Regions from separate parts of the Mus musculus genome. Here regions 1, 2, 3 and 5 are each linked to region 4. Evidence: chromatin contacts called from public promoter capture Hi-C data. All regions are on one chromosome and are shown on one strand. Each heading gives the region's core, a stretch centred on a gene start, on an enhancer-like site or on the middle of the called end of the contact. The rest is flanking DNA. Distances are from core to core; before and after follow the strand shown.

Region 1 (2,700 bases), core at 109-2,608, 3.5 Mb after region 4:
CTTGTGTGCGTGTGCATGTGTGTGTGTACATATCTGCACACATATGTGGGTGGGTATATGTACATATGTAGAGGTTGAATGTCAACTATGGGTGTTGTTCCTAAGGAGCTGTTAACTTGTTTGTTTTGTTTTTTGACACAGGGTCTCACTGGCTTAGAGCTCCACAGTGGTTGAGGCTGGTTGGCCGGTGAGCCCTCAGAATCCGCTTGCCTGTCTCCAAGAACAGGAATTATAGGCATACACTGCTGCACCTGAACTTTTTAAATGGATTCTGGTGATCCCATGAGTACGTGGCAAGCATTCCACTGAGAGCCACCAGAAAGGGGCCTCTCTGATGGCCTGTGTGGCCAGGCAGGAATGCCCTGCCTGCTCTGTATCCTAACGCTCCTCACAGCACCTCTTGACCCCAAGCTTTAGCAACCTGTAACCAATGGAACACTCGGGGGGATTCCAGCTGCCAGCCGCCATCTCTGCAGTGTTGAAGGGACATCAGGAGACATTTGATCAGAGGGCTACTGGGCTCCCACAACTCTTGAGTTTCCTAGGTTTTCTTGTTTTCTTGTTTGGGGATATTTTCTTACAACTTACTCCCATCTCACTTTCAGTCCTAAAGAATATATTAGTAAATGAATTGAAAATTCTATTCTATTATTTAAATTTATTATTGCATTCATATAGGGGATACCACAGGACAACTCTGTGGAATTGGTTCTCCCCTACCTAGGTTCTAAGCATTAACTCATCTTGCTGGCCTGAGTAAACAAAATTTGCTGTTGTTTTGGATCTAGACTTCCACTTTGGTCCCATCTTATACTTTCAGTTCCATCCTGCTTTGCTACTTCAAAAATGTTTAGCAAGATTATATCACTGAGCACGTTAGCTAAGGGCATAATTCAATGTCCAGGCCAGTTCATTTCCGATAGTTTCCCTTAGAATTGATGACGTGTCATGTTGCTCTGTGTGTGACACATTACTCACTAAAAACGGTGGAAATTGCTAAGATCTCAACTTCTGGCCCCCAGAAAGGAGTGACCCATATCACTTCATTGGTCAGGATCCTCTAGAATCCGCAGCGGGCCTTCTATCCCCACCAGATCTGATACTAAGGCAGTTTACCACGTTCCCGTAATTTCTCTTTTCGGGAGGGATCCTTTTTCTCTAAAGGTTTAGGGTCTATGGACTTGGTTGACCTGCCTCCCAGAATACCCTGCTCTGCAGGTTTCTAAATGGAAAAGGACAGCCTCCAAGTTTCCACACTAGGAGAGTCTGTGCAGATCCAGGCCCCAGGACAAAAGGGCCAGCAAACCCGGCACCAGCCTGGGAAGCCGAGAGCGCAGCACTGCGGCAGCTGCTTCTGCGCAGGCGCGGAGGGCAGCGGTCAGTTCCAGAGGCCTGAGGCCCGAGGGTCCATGGCCCTGGAAGACGGTCTGGTCAGCAGAAGCATCACTCGACCTCCTTCGGGTCCCCAAGCCCTCCCCGAATCCACCAGCCCATCCTCTCGAAGTTTCTTTCTGGCCTTGTCGCCCACCTCCAGCATAAGAGGCGGTAAGCGCACGCGCACCGAAGCTATCCCAAGCCAGACCTGCGACTTGATGCCTTCCGGCCTCCGTACCGCAGCAGCGTCTCCATGGCGACCTGGTAAACCGCGCAGCTCGCTGGTTTGTTAGGTGGTGCCTGAGCCTCTCGGAGGCGGGGCAGCCGACGTGTCAGGGCGGAGTCGCAGGTGGGCGGGGAAGAGCAACGGGGCTGGAGGGTGGGATAGCTGTTACGTCAGTCACCGCTAGCCGGCTGCACTGGATGGGACCCGGCCACCAGGTTGTGGGGCGGGGTCACAGTCTGGCGGGCGGGAGTAGACGCTGGGTTGGGTTGAGGAGACCGCCACAGACTCACAGAGCAGTGAGTCTGGTCTGCTGGGGGTCCTGTGAACGTCAGCCTTTGATGGCGCGGTGGTGGGAGAGAACTATGACTAGATCCCCTACCCTTTTACAGTGGCCGCACCTGGGAAGATGGGATTGAGGTCCAAAAGTCGAGTTCCCCTACCAGCCCAGTCTGGAAACAGCATCACTAGTCCCCTGCCTCCCTCTTGTCCACACATTTTCCTTACAATGTAATTTGATGGAGGCAGAATCTTTCCTCCTAATTCCAAGGTGTAGAAAAAAAATACAATAAGCCGTAGACTATGCAAAGGCTTGGAGACCTTAGGGAGACCCATTACCCAGCTTGGGGGGGGGGGTGGCATATCTCCTGCCAACGCAGACCTAGGTTCCCCATGAATTGTACACCTTTAAGACCAGCTCCTTAACTGAAAAGTCACCCGCTCCTTAAAGGAGAGTGAAACTAGGAAAGTGTGCCAGCATTTGGCAGATCTTTCAGCCATCCTCTTTGCTTGGATGGTTTTGCAAGTAATACCCTGGCTAAGCAACAGGATTATTGAACTAAGATGCAAGATTGTCATTGCCCAGGTTTTTCCCTAGTGCCCACCTAGATACCTCTTTGGTCTGGTCTGGGCCAGTGTGGGAGGCAGGGGTTGGCTTCCTGACTTCAGAGTCTTGGATACAAGAAGCAGAGGAATTTCCAGGGTGGAAATAGGAAACTGTCTTATCTCTTCCCATCTTACAGGTGTTTTGCAAACTTGAAAAGTCCCCCGGTGTTTTCATCCTGGATGCTTGTTTCCACTGGTATCTTCCAGTTAGACTGTAG
Region 2 (2,709 bases), core at 155-2,654, 3.7 Mb after region 4:
TAAGAAGAGAACTGATAATTGCAACCTGTTTTCTGTAGCGTGTGTGTCTGAACCAATGCACACCATACATACAAACTAAATACAAAATTAAAGAATGAACCCACCAGAAGAACTGTCGTTGCAAACAGGGTTCTAGTATGTCTGTAGTACTGTTTCTTTGGATGCCTCCTCGCAGGCTACAGCGCAGCAGCCCCACTGGACAGGGCTTTCTGGAGGCCTAGACTAGCAAGGGTTACCCAGCTCACTATATGTTCCCTACCAGCCCCGTCCCACCTCCAGGAACAACTGACTCTATCTCAGAGAAATTTCTTGATTCCTTCTACATGTAGGACTGATTCTGTTCTTCTAACTAGCATACCTCCCTGCCCCCCACCTCCAGCTCTCTCTGGTGGCTAAAATTCCCGGACTGACCACATCCCCCACCTTGGGAACTGTCCTTGGGTGTGGCATGGGGGCCACAGCTGGCTATCCAAACACCTAATCTGAACTTTTTCTTTTTTAGGTGGGAGGGGCGGGGTATGGTCTCAAGCTAGTTTAGGTTGCTATGAGTTCAGGTTGGCCTCGAACTCATAGCAATCCTGCCACAACTTCCGAGTACTGGGATTACAGGAGTACATCAATACGCTTGCTTCTTAAAAGGATTTATTAGTTTTCTGTTTTTGGATGCCAACAGCTTTCTGTTTTGTAAGCAAAGTCCTATATAAGGAACTGGGTGGACGTGTTAGGAAATTGCAAAATCCCATACACTTGATCTGCAGACCCACTCTTTGCAGACCCAGAGCTGGGACTGGAGGAGGCTCCTCCTTAATTCTCCGTGGCCCTGCTCCCTCCCACGGTCCGCCTACGTCAGACTCCCCGTACCGGCGAGGGCCTGGACCCAGGCTGAAGACCGGTTCCACATCGGGGGGGGGGGATGGGGGGCCAGGACAGAGGTTCCAAGGATCTCCAGGGCTCCCAACAAGAAGGCGGGCTGTAGTCGTCCAAACTCGCGGCTCCTTTAAGAAGCGCTTTGGTAACAGGGTCGTGACGTCATGGGAGTGGAGGGTGGAATATGCGCGTAACCGCGGCAGGGCGGGGCAAAGCCAGGGGAGGACTCAGGGGCCTGACTGACAGGAATGCCCCATATGCCCGCCTCTCCCCTCCTCCATCTGGTGTTGGCTCCGCCCCACCCTAGGCTTAGCTCCTGTGAGCAGGCCCGCCCCTGCACAAACCCCACCCCCAGCCTGACTCAGGCTCGAGAACCCGCCCTTCCAGTGGACCCGGAGCCAGGGAGCCTAAGACCCAAGTCTGTAGATTGTGTGCAGGCCCCGCCCCATAGGGAGGCCCCACCCCCGGCGCGACCGACAGCCCCGCCTTCTAGGGTCCCACCTCCTGTGGGGCGGGACTTGTCCCAGCCGGAGTCGGCGGCGGCGGCTGCGGGAACTTTCCCGGCGGGTCTAATGGCTGCGCGCGGGCCGCTGTGAGGCGCGGCGGCGAGCGGGCGCGGGGCCGCGGAGCAGCGAAGAGCCGCGACCGCGAGGCTGGAGCCCCGGCCAGGCCCGGTCCGACCCGCCAAGCCCGCGATGCGCCCCTGTGCTGTCCCCCGGCGCAGCTGACGCCCCGCGGCCCCGCGAGACCCCAGCCCTACCGGCCCCGCAGGAAGCGGCCGCCGCCACCCAGTCCAGAGCCCGCTCCGCCCGGGCACCATGGCGGGGAAGGCGGCCGCCCCCGGCACCGCGGTCCTGCTGGTCACGGCCAACGTGGGCTCGCTCTTCGACGACGTAAGTGCCGCGCCGTCGGCTAGGGAGGGGCGGTTACGGGCTAGGAGTCTCCCAGCCCGGGACCCTGACATCCCCATTTTCAGTTGGAGACCCTAAATTCCGGCCCCTACAGCGTCTTCTATAGCCGCGGACTCCGGGCCAGTTGTCTTTGGGACGTGTGACTCTGATGCCCCCTACCCACAGCTGGAGACTCCGACCAGGATTTTCCCAAGCCCCAGACAGACCCTGACCCCATAGCAGGGGGGTACCCTAGGCCAGGAAACTTCCAGCTACACACTCGGGACCTTAACACCGCTTTTCTGGTACCCGAGGCCAAACTCGAAGACTCAGTTTTTGAACCCCTGTCTTAACCCATACTACAGGAACCCAGACTCAGTCCAGATCCTTGAATCCTGATGCTGGTTCCTTGCTTTGCTCCCAAGACAGCAAATCCCTATCTTTTTCCTGCCTTGGAACTCCAGAGCCACAAGTACTGACCTGGAATTTTGACCCAGAATCCTGATACTTGGATGTCCTGGCTTCCAAACCCAAGCATACGCTGACCCCAGGTTTTCTGATTCACCCCCTGGCCCCCAGTCTCTGACTCTGATCCCCCAAGTCTGATTTCTGGTTCCAGAAACCCAGCTTTCAAAAATTTTGGTCCTGTTCCTCTCAACCCATACCACACTGACCCTGAACTCTGAGTCTCTACCCTAAAACCTCAGATCCTACACCTACTCTTGGCCCCAGAGTGAGGTCCCTGCCTCTAATTCTACACCCCATCTCCCATCCCCGAACCTTCCTCCCAATAGACCTCAGTCCCAAACCTTGAGCTCCATCATCTGAGTCCTGGTACCTATATCCCATCCCTTGGTCTTGTCTTCTGAGGGGCCTGAGGCGTGAGGCACCTCATTTTGCCATGTAACTTGCAATAGCACTAGTTCTCAAATGAGGTAGCTCTCTTCAAGCC
Region 3 (2,700 bases), core at 98-2,597, 4.3 Mb before region 4:
GGTCATTTACTTTTAACAAAAAAACTTCAATGCCATTCATATATAATATGCTAATTTCAAGAGATGCCAGGCTTAATGTTGCTGAATAAGTCCAGTTGCACATAAAAGTACATTAGCTCTATCGCCAGGGAAATATATGTAACAACCACCAGGACTCAACCACGGCATATCTGAAGCCCATCTTCAGTGTCCCACAGTACAACAGTTACGGTTTCCTGGGAAACACGGGACCCTTACAGGAAAAGAACTTCAAACATCCCAGTTCCCCCGCAAGGAACTTCCAAGAAAACGTTCATCCTCAGCTGTGCTGAAGACAACATAAACTCAAGACAAAGTCTTACAAGTAGTCCAGATGTTTTAAGCAGCTGTTTTCATGCTGTGTCTTCTAAGTGTAATTTCCCTGGACCTCACAACTTCAGAAGTCTTCATGTCCGTTCTCACTCCTCTGTCCGGTTCTGACCAGCACACAAAGGAGTCATTAAAGAGGCCATGTGGTTACTGGCAGCTACCACTGACTATACTTAGGATCTACAGTTAGACAGACAGCACTTGGACGCTTAGCTGAGGAGGAGCCACATTGAGCATCCAAGAACATTCCCGACAGTCGATCGATGATGAATCGATCGGGGACAGAAATCTTGAATGAGTCGGAAGATCCTCCCCAGCCTCACCTGTTCCCAACATTGGAAAGTACAGGCAGTAGACGCCAGGTCATGAGAGAAAGAAAACTCCTTCCCAACAGCAGCCCGGGGTTAACACCCTATCCAGGATACACCGGGGTTGCTGGGGTCGACTTTGGCACCCCGAGAATGCACTACACAGGGATGCTCCCTGCGATCGCCACCTGTCAAAGCCGGAGACAGCTCCCCACCCTGAGCTCCGAGCTGCGGCCCGACGGCGCCGACTCGCTCGCGAGCCTCCGGGCGGCGCACCCAGTCACTTACGAGCCCAAGAGAGTCCCGAGTCACCACGCTGGCAGCCCACGGGGCACGCAGGACCCTCCGCTGTGGCCAAGGCGAAAGCGGTGTTAGCCGGCTAGCAATGAACCCGGCACTTTACCTTCCGCCATTCCGTCAACGTGCCCTGAGTAACCGTAGCGCCGCCGTGGAAGCTGACCGCCCCCCGTGACTCACCTCCTGACAACCGCACCGAGGAATCCCCACAGCCCTTTTCACTGCCGTCGCCGCCACCGCCACCGCCTCAGCGTTCGTCAGCGTCGCAGCTGTAGCCGCCATATTTGTTGTGTCTCCGCTCCCTTCCCGCCCGCCCCACGCCTTGCCCAAGTCTCGCGTGAGCGTGCTGCAGGGAGCAAGGAGAGAATTATGTCTCTCCTGGGGTTCCGTAGGCGGCAGTGGGCGGGGACTCAAAGGGGTGTGTGAGGGGCGGATGCTCGGAGTGGGCAGGGCCCGAGCTTGCCAGGCCGAGGGAGTCTTGCGCAAGGGTTCGTGGAAAGCCTTGCGAGCTTAACAGGGCCACCCTGCCCGAAGCGAGGATGGCGGTCTCTGCGCTCCAGCTGTGGCGTATGGGCGGGCTGGTGAGTGGGGTCGGTCGAAGCGACCGTCTCAGGAGGCCTGTGGCCACACTGATTCCTGGCGACGTCATCTTTTCCTAATGGGCTGGGGGTCTGGGAGGCTGGTGGAGGGGGCTGAGCCTGGGGCTGGGTCTCCACAGACCCTTCACCTCCGTCTGGTTTTCCTTCAGGATCCGTCCCAGCTCATGCCACATTTCCCCGGATGATGATGATGATTTTTTTGTTTTGTTTTTTGGGGTTTTTTTTGTTTTTGTTTTTGTTTTGTTTTTTTTTTTTTTCGAGACAGGGTTTCTCTGTATAGCCCTGGGTGTCCTGGAACTCACTCTGTAGAGCAGGCTGGCCTCGAACTCAGAAATCTGCCTGCCTCTGCCTCCCGAGTGCTGGGATTAAAGGCGTGCGCCACCATCACCCAACCGATAATGATGATTTTTAATGACTAAAATCTAGGCCTGCTTGTCGAGCCTATTGACACTCTCTTCCCTTCAGCAGCCCAGCTGGAAGGGACCTCTCATATTTCTGGGTCTTAACCATTCAGGGAAGGAATTTCTTAGGCTTTATCTCACTGCGGGGATCTGACCAGCTCCCTTAGATTCTGAGGAGCCCAAAAGCCCATTCTAGTCCTCTTCCTCAAACTTGGTCTGAGGCCAGCCTCTTGTCTCACCAGGATGTTTCTGGCCTCCCTTTGCTCTCTCGGATTTCCTGAGCTTGGAATTAGGACACACAGTACAGTGCAGATGACAGCATCTGTCAGAATAACAGAAGACACTCTGACCAGTCAGAGGGGGCAATGGGTTGAACCATGAGCAAACCTACGTTAGCTGGACTTGGTGCTATTTCTTCAGGTGCCTGAAAGAGACAGCTTTCCTGGAGGATGTTTCTCTACTTAGGCGATTGACGAGCCCATTTAGCTAACTTTGAAGTGAAAGGACAGTTGGGTGCCTTTGCTGTGGTTGTAGTTAGCTGGAAACCCTCCAGCTAAATAGTAATCTTAAAATTTCCTCGGGCAGATGTTAAGTCTCAAGTCTCACCCATTATTCTGGCGAGCAATCAAAATCCTGCAGTATTTATTCCCGGTTTTACAAGCTACTGATGAGAGGAAGTAGCTTGTAAACGGTGAAGCAAGTCTGCACCTCTTTGCCTCACATTGTAGATAATTAACGTTATTTTAT
Region 4 (2,700 bases), core at 24-2,523:
TACTCTCTTCTTTTAAACAACAACAAAGTTATAGAAAGTTCTTTACTCTGACAGGAAGTTCTTACTCTCAAGAAAACAGAGGTTTTGGGTTTCAAAACACCAGGCAGAAAGACCATATGTTCGAACCCCGTTTTACGGAGCAAAAAGATCACCACAATCCATACTAGATACAAAAGACCACAGACATTCTGGACCAGATACTTCCTCGACTGTCAAATACACCATGTCTCTGTCCTTACTCAGCAGTACTAACTAACGGCAGGCACCTCTCCCAGGGTGACATGAAAATCTGTCACCAGACTTTGTCAAATGTCTGAGAACTACCATTCTTGCCAGATCGCCATCTTCCTACCACTCATCCTGTGCCACACACTGATTGATCTTAAGTGTCAGTCGCCATATGGGACCCTAGAGATGTAACCATTAACAAGGCAGACCTTGTCTTGGAATTTAATCTACTGGGAGACAAACAAAACAATCTAAAACCTAGTCACCAATCTGCATGGTGTTAGGAAAGACGAGTTTTCTTAAAAGCATCCTCTCAAGTAACATTTCAAACGCGGCAGAAAGCCATAAGGGTCAACGTTTGCAGAAGTGGCAACACCAGCCACTGCCTGGAAGGCCTCAGGGAAGATTGCCATCCGACCGACGGGGGAGGGTGAGAGGGGACTCTCCCAGAGCACCCGAGCAGGGTTCTCCTATCTGATGTTTCCCGAAACATCCAGAGCCACAGCCGGCTGCCTGAGAACGACAGTGCGGAAGTTGCGGGACACCGACGTCAGCCTCGCGTCTACCGAGTGTAAAATCCCGATTCCATTTGGAAGCTCCCAATGCATGAGCGTGACTTCCGAACAAGCCACAGGGACAACCCTGTCAAACGCAGAGGGGGGTTGGGCCGCGGGGTCGCCGCCCCGGGTCACCTCAGCCCCGGCGCGCACTCACCTTCCAAACAGGCAGGAGCTGAGGCTCAGCGGGAAGTGTGCGCCGTCATCGCCGCTCCGCTTGATGGTGACCAGGTGAGCCGAGGACGCCATGGTCCGCCCGGCCGTCGGGACTGCGGACCAGGGCGGAGAAGCCTCTCGGTGAAGCTCGCAGTCGCCCCGCCGGGCCGCTCCTCAGCTGGTCCAGTCAGCGCAAGTTAGCTCTGGCCGCCGCTCACCGGGCGCAGCCCGCGTCGGAGCCCTCGGCTCCTTAGCCGCGGAGGACCGACCACGGCCACCCGCGGCCTTCGCTCCGCCCCGACCAGACCCGCACTCCCGCCGCCCGCGTCCCAAGTGCCCGCCACCCGCCACCCGCCGCCCCGTCCAGCCCCGACTGTCCGCCTAGGCGGTTCCGCGCCAAGGCTCGCCCGCCGCAGCCCGCCCGATTCAAACCAAAACGGCGGTTCAAATTCTGGCGCTAAGTGCTGCGATTGGGCCAGGCGGCCAGCCAGAGACCAATGGCGAGGGCGACAGAGGATTGGGGAAGTCCAGAGGTGGGGCCAGGCTGCGAGCCTGGGGGGGGGGGGGGGGGTGGAGCCGGAAGGTGGGAGGGGCCAGGCCGGTAGGCGGGGCCGGGCCAGAAGCTGGCTGGAGAAGCGGAACCCGAGCGGAGATAAGCTCCGGAAGGCGGGCAGGGTGGGGCTGGTGGGCGGGCCACTGCTGCTCTAATAGGCAGGGTAGAGGGTCCCAGCTTTTTCAGTGTCAGCAAAACTAGCGTGGCGACCTGTAGGAAGCTACCTGTAGGCTCCCTCTCCAGAAATCAAACACCGACAACGCCGCATCTTGCTCAACGCTAGAAGCTTTCTATTTTTAAAATTTATACCCTTCCTCTGCCGTTTCTGCAACACCTCATACGCAACCTAAGGTTGTTTCTCCTGCCTTTTCAGTATCCCTCAAACTGTCCTTTAAAAACTGGGGGACATCATTATAATTCATTCTACAGTCTCCCTGCTTAATGAACACTGAGGCAGTGGCACGGTTTTTCCGAAACCATAACTTAAGAGTTATTGCTGCGGCACGGTTAAGTTTGCAATGCTTTGCTGTTTCAGGGGGAAATGCCGATTAAAATAACCTGTGCAAGACTGCACCTGCAAATCCTAAAATAGGGCTCCTGGGGCACCAGTTGGGGTTATCTGAGGCCAGGTGCCAGTCAGATGAATATAGAGTACCTATGTTTTCCTGTCCTCTTTTTTCATGCTCCCTCCTCCTGTTCCTGGATCAGTGTTCTTCCAGTAGGGTGTTGTAAAAATTCCGCTTCTGGGGCAATAGAACCAATGTCTACCCTCTCCTCAAGGTCTCAAGGACAAGCCTGAAGTATGAAGCCATGAAATTTCACTCTGGGGAACGAGTGTGTTATACCACCCTAACCCAGGCTGATTAGTTATAGCATACCTCTTGGCCTCTAAACCTAAACCTCTGGTCAGGACTTCAAAAATATATTTAGGGTGCCATTGGGCCCCTTTGCTCCTATTCACAATGGGGCCACATGAATACACCCCCTTTCTGTGCTTCTCACTGTTGCCTCCTCTTTAATTAGCCTACTGAGGATGGGTGGTCCAGCCTGCCTTGTTAGGGCTGCCAGGATCCAAGCTCTACTTTAGGCCTTGGGCATTGCCTTCTCATCCTGAAACCTAAGCAATAGATAGATAGAGAGAGAGAGATTTAAAAAGCAGATCAGTTCATACACACATACACACACACATATATAGTTGTTACTTTA
Region 5 (2,746 bases), core at 56-2,555, 3.1 Mb after region 4:
CATTTTATCCTCCTACTTAACTCAGAGACAGTTCTTTCAGAAACAACCCTGAGTGCTGCTACTGATGGAAGGCCCTATTTCTTCATGACTTTCTCCAGCTCTTGGCCATAGCCAGCCCTCTCATCAGAGTTCACCCCCTGAAAACAGCTTCCTGCTCTGTCCCGGACCACCTTGCCTCCACTGCTATGACTAGCCTTCCTTGGCCACTTCTGTTCTCCCCACAGCTTCTTGCTGCCCTTTAAACACATTAGCAAGCTTAGGTGTGCTCCGTGCTTGTAAACCCAGCGCCAACGAGGTGGAACCAGACGTATTTCAATTTAGAGACCAGCCTCATGTTACATGGCAAGACCCTAATCAAAGTGTGTGTGTGCAATTGAATTAAAAATAAAACATCGGAAAGAAAAGGTCAGGGTGGCCCAGCCTGTGCACTAGCTGTTCTCATTTCTAGCAGCCGCCCAAGACGTCAGCCTGAGATTCTTTCTTATCTCCTCTAATTGCTCTCCTAAAGATACCAACTGCTCCAATCTCCTTCCCCTGCTTCTGTGTTGTATTTAACTCTAGTCCACTTAACTTTCCCCAGGTTTTTCTTATTGTCTCTTCTCCGCTGAAGAGTAAACTCCACCAGGACAGACACATCACCTCTACACAAGCAGCATCCCAGCCAAGACTGAGAATAGAAAAAGCACTTGCTAAAAGGCAAAACATTTTTGAAGTGGAGAATGCTCTGGTTTGGAACAACTGCCCTCTAGTGGTGCAGTACGCTCACTGCCAACTTCATAGTGATTTCGGATAAGTCAAGCCCACGAACAAATAATTCCTCTTCATGCTAGAAAAACACACCCACAAATAAAGCAAATGTCGAGAACGGTTCCCTAGGGGCTATACTGAGAGCTCAAAGAATCCCTGAAGTAGCACTCTGATGAGATCAGTGCTCAGAAGCTACGATCAAAGATTCTGGGGGCAAGAGAGCCTGGATGATGGGCAAAATTACGCACGCAGGTGCTGGGTTCCAGGTGCTCCGGGGATCAGAGGCCCCGCCTGCCCACGGCCGAGCGCTCTCTATTGGCAGATCCACGGAGGTTCCGCGTTCCCGTTGGCTCAGCTGTAGGAAAGGCCCAGGCCTTCGAGCATCCAGTCCAGCCGGCCGCAGAAGAAAGTCTGAGGCCTTAAGAACGTAGAGGGCGTCGCGTCCTAGCCTTGACACGACTCGAGAAGGCCGCCTCTATCTGCCAGCGGACTAGTCCAAGACACTCCTCTCCTTGGACCGCAGCGGCTACGTAGGTCCAACCTCAAGACAGCTCGCGCAGACGCAGTCGGCGCACGGTGCGCCCCCGGCAGCCCCCGCGGCACTGACCGTCGGAGGAGGCGGAGGGGGATGACGTCATCCGGCGGGGCGACGGGCATTGGGCGCCATTTTGAAAAGGGGAAAAAATTCCCTCCCCGGCGGCGGCGACGGTGGCGGCAGCGGCGGCGGCGGTGGCGGCCGGGGCTGAGCGCTCGGAGCGCCTCGGTCGGCCGCGCTCGGCTGGGCGCGTCCCGCCCGCGCCATGGCAGGTGAGGGCCGTGCGCGAGCGAGCGAGCGGGGCGGGCGGGCGGACTGGACGGTGGTGGGGCGGGGCGGGGCCGGCCTGACGGCGCGCTCTGTTGCAGGAGCTGGAGGCGGCGGCTGCCCGGCGGGCGGCAACGACTTCCAGTGGTGCTTCTCGCAGGTGAAGGGCGCTGTCGACGAGGACGTGGCGGAAGGTGAGGCCCGACCGACACCCCACCCCAACCCCCGAGCCCCGCAAGGTCATGCTCGCTCAGCCGCCGGTCCGGACGCGGCCGCCTTTGCCCGCCTGACCGGCGTTGTCCCGGGAGACCCTCGGCCGGCCAGCGGCTGAAGAGAGGGAGGGGTGTCCGTAGGGAGACGGCTGCGGACGCGGGGCTGGGGAGAGACTGCGGCTGAGTCCCGCTTCGGGGATCTGTTGGGGAGACGGCGGTGGACGCTAGCCTTGGGAGGCTATGGGGATGATGGCCATGACGCCGGCCTCAGGGGTCGGTGGGCACAGATGGCCATGGAGGCCAGCCTCGGGAGGCTATGGGGAGACGACCGTGGACGCCGGCCTCGAGGGTCTGTAAGAAGGTAAGGCCGGGGCAGAGGTATCGAGCCATGTAAGGAAGATGCGGCCACAGGTCTTTGGAGTCTGGGGTGTATAACGATCTTAAATGCATGTCTCACTAGCGTCTGTACGGAGTGAAGAAAAAGGACTGTAGACACTAGGCAGCGACCCCGGGATTCCGCTAGGAGTTGGTACCACGGGGTGAGGTGAGGTCCATTTTTGTGAAAGGAGAGAGATAGGGGGGCATGGCAGTTGATCTTGAGGCCCTGTGGGGTAAATCAGGTCCCAGACACTAATGTGGGAGCCCATGCAATATAAAGGGTCTTTCATCTATCTCCCTGGCACCCGTATAAGGTGGAAGGAGAACCATGCAGGGTTATCAGTCTCCGGGGGCCCATGCTGGACTGGACTCAGGACGGGATGGAGCACCGAGTGCTCTGGATACCCTGTTTGTGGTCGTAGGTGTGCTAGTCTGTCCAGTCCAATCTCTGGCCAGGTAGACGTCGGTCAGCCCTGGATCTCCACCTCTTGTTGTTGAGCAAGAGGAACTTATTTGTCATGGGGTCTCCTGAAGCGCTACAGTAGTGGCGGTTTTCTTTTTTTAACTGAGTAGTGTTTTCTCTTCCCACACTGCTCTTTAAAGTCAC

What was found. Promoter capture Hi-C pulls out the DNA fragments that hold promoters and counts their contacts.
Region 1: a contact with region 4 is called in a promoter capture Hi-C map of pre-B cells. The contact joins the promoter of Lrrc27 here to the promoter of Mki67 in region 4. A contact is called at or near these places in 1 of 39 promoter capture datasets (pre-B cells) and 1 of 484 Hi-C or Micro-C datasets (CD4 T cells).
Region 2: a contact with region 4 is called in a promoter capture Hi-C map of pre-B cells, with 5 times the contacts expected there. The contact joins the promoter of Inpp5a here to the promoter of Mki67 in region 4.
Region 3: a contact with region 4 is called in a promoter capture Hi-C map of pre-B cells. The contact joins the promoter of Acadsb here to the promoter of Mki67 in region 4.
Region 5: a contact with region 4 is called in a promoter capture Hi-C map of pre-B cells. The contact joins the promoter of Mapk1ip1 here to the promoter of Mki67 in region 4. A contact is called at or near these places in 2 of 39 promoter capture datasets (cranial neural crest and pre-B cells).

Annotation. Positions count from the first base shown.
Region 1 is chr7:139,211,630-139,214,329 of GRCm38.p6, forward strand. It overlaps Lrrc27 (leucine rich repeat containing 27), which reads left to right and starts at 1,359. Exons shown (of 11, transcript NM_027164.1): 1 at 1,359-1,638. It also overlaps a transcript of Stk32c not described here.
Region 2 is chr7:139,387,705-139,390,413 of GRCm38.p6, forward strand. It overlaps Inpp5a (inositol polyphosphate-5-phosphatase A), which reads left to right and starts at 1,405. Exons shown (of 16, transcript NM_001127363.1): 1 at 1,405-1,760. The coding sequence starts at 1,686. It overlaps Gm46004 (a long non-coding RNA gene), which reads right to left and starts at 1,443. Exons shown (of 2, transcript XR_001778314.2): 1 at 862-1,443.
Region 3 is chr7:131,409,254-131,411,953 of GRCm38.p6, forward strand. Acadsb (acyl-Coenzyme A dehydrogenase, short/branched chain) reads left to right here and starts at 1,348. Exons shown (of 11, transcript NM_025826.4): 1 at 1,348-1,534. The coding sequence starts at 1,493. It overlaps Ikzf5 (IKAROS family zinc finger 5), which reads right to left and starts at 1,225. Exons shown (of 4, transcript NM_175115.4): 1 at 1,134-1,225.
Region 4 is chr7:135,715,106-135,717,805 of GRCm38.p6, forward strand. It overlaps Mki67 (antigen identified by monoclonal antibody Ki 67), which reads right to left and starts at 1,274. Exons shown (of 14, transcript NM_001081117.2): 1 at 943-1,274. The coding sequence starts at 1,034.
Region 5 is chr7:138,844,962-138,847,707 of GRCm38.p6, forward strand. Mapk1ip1 (mitogen-activated protein kinase 1 interacting protein 1) reads right to left here and starts at 1,306. Exons shown (of 2, transcript NM_001045483.1): 1 at 996-1,306. Ppp2r2d (protein phosphatase 2, regulatory subunit B, delta) reads left to right here and starts at 1,425. Exons shown (of 9, transcript NM_026391.2): 1 at 1,425-1,554; 2 at 1,651-1,743. The coding sequence starts at 1,548.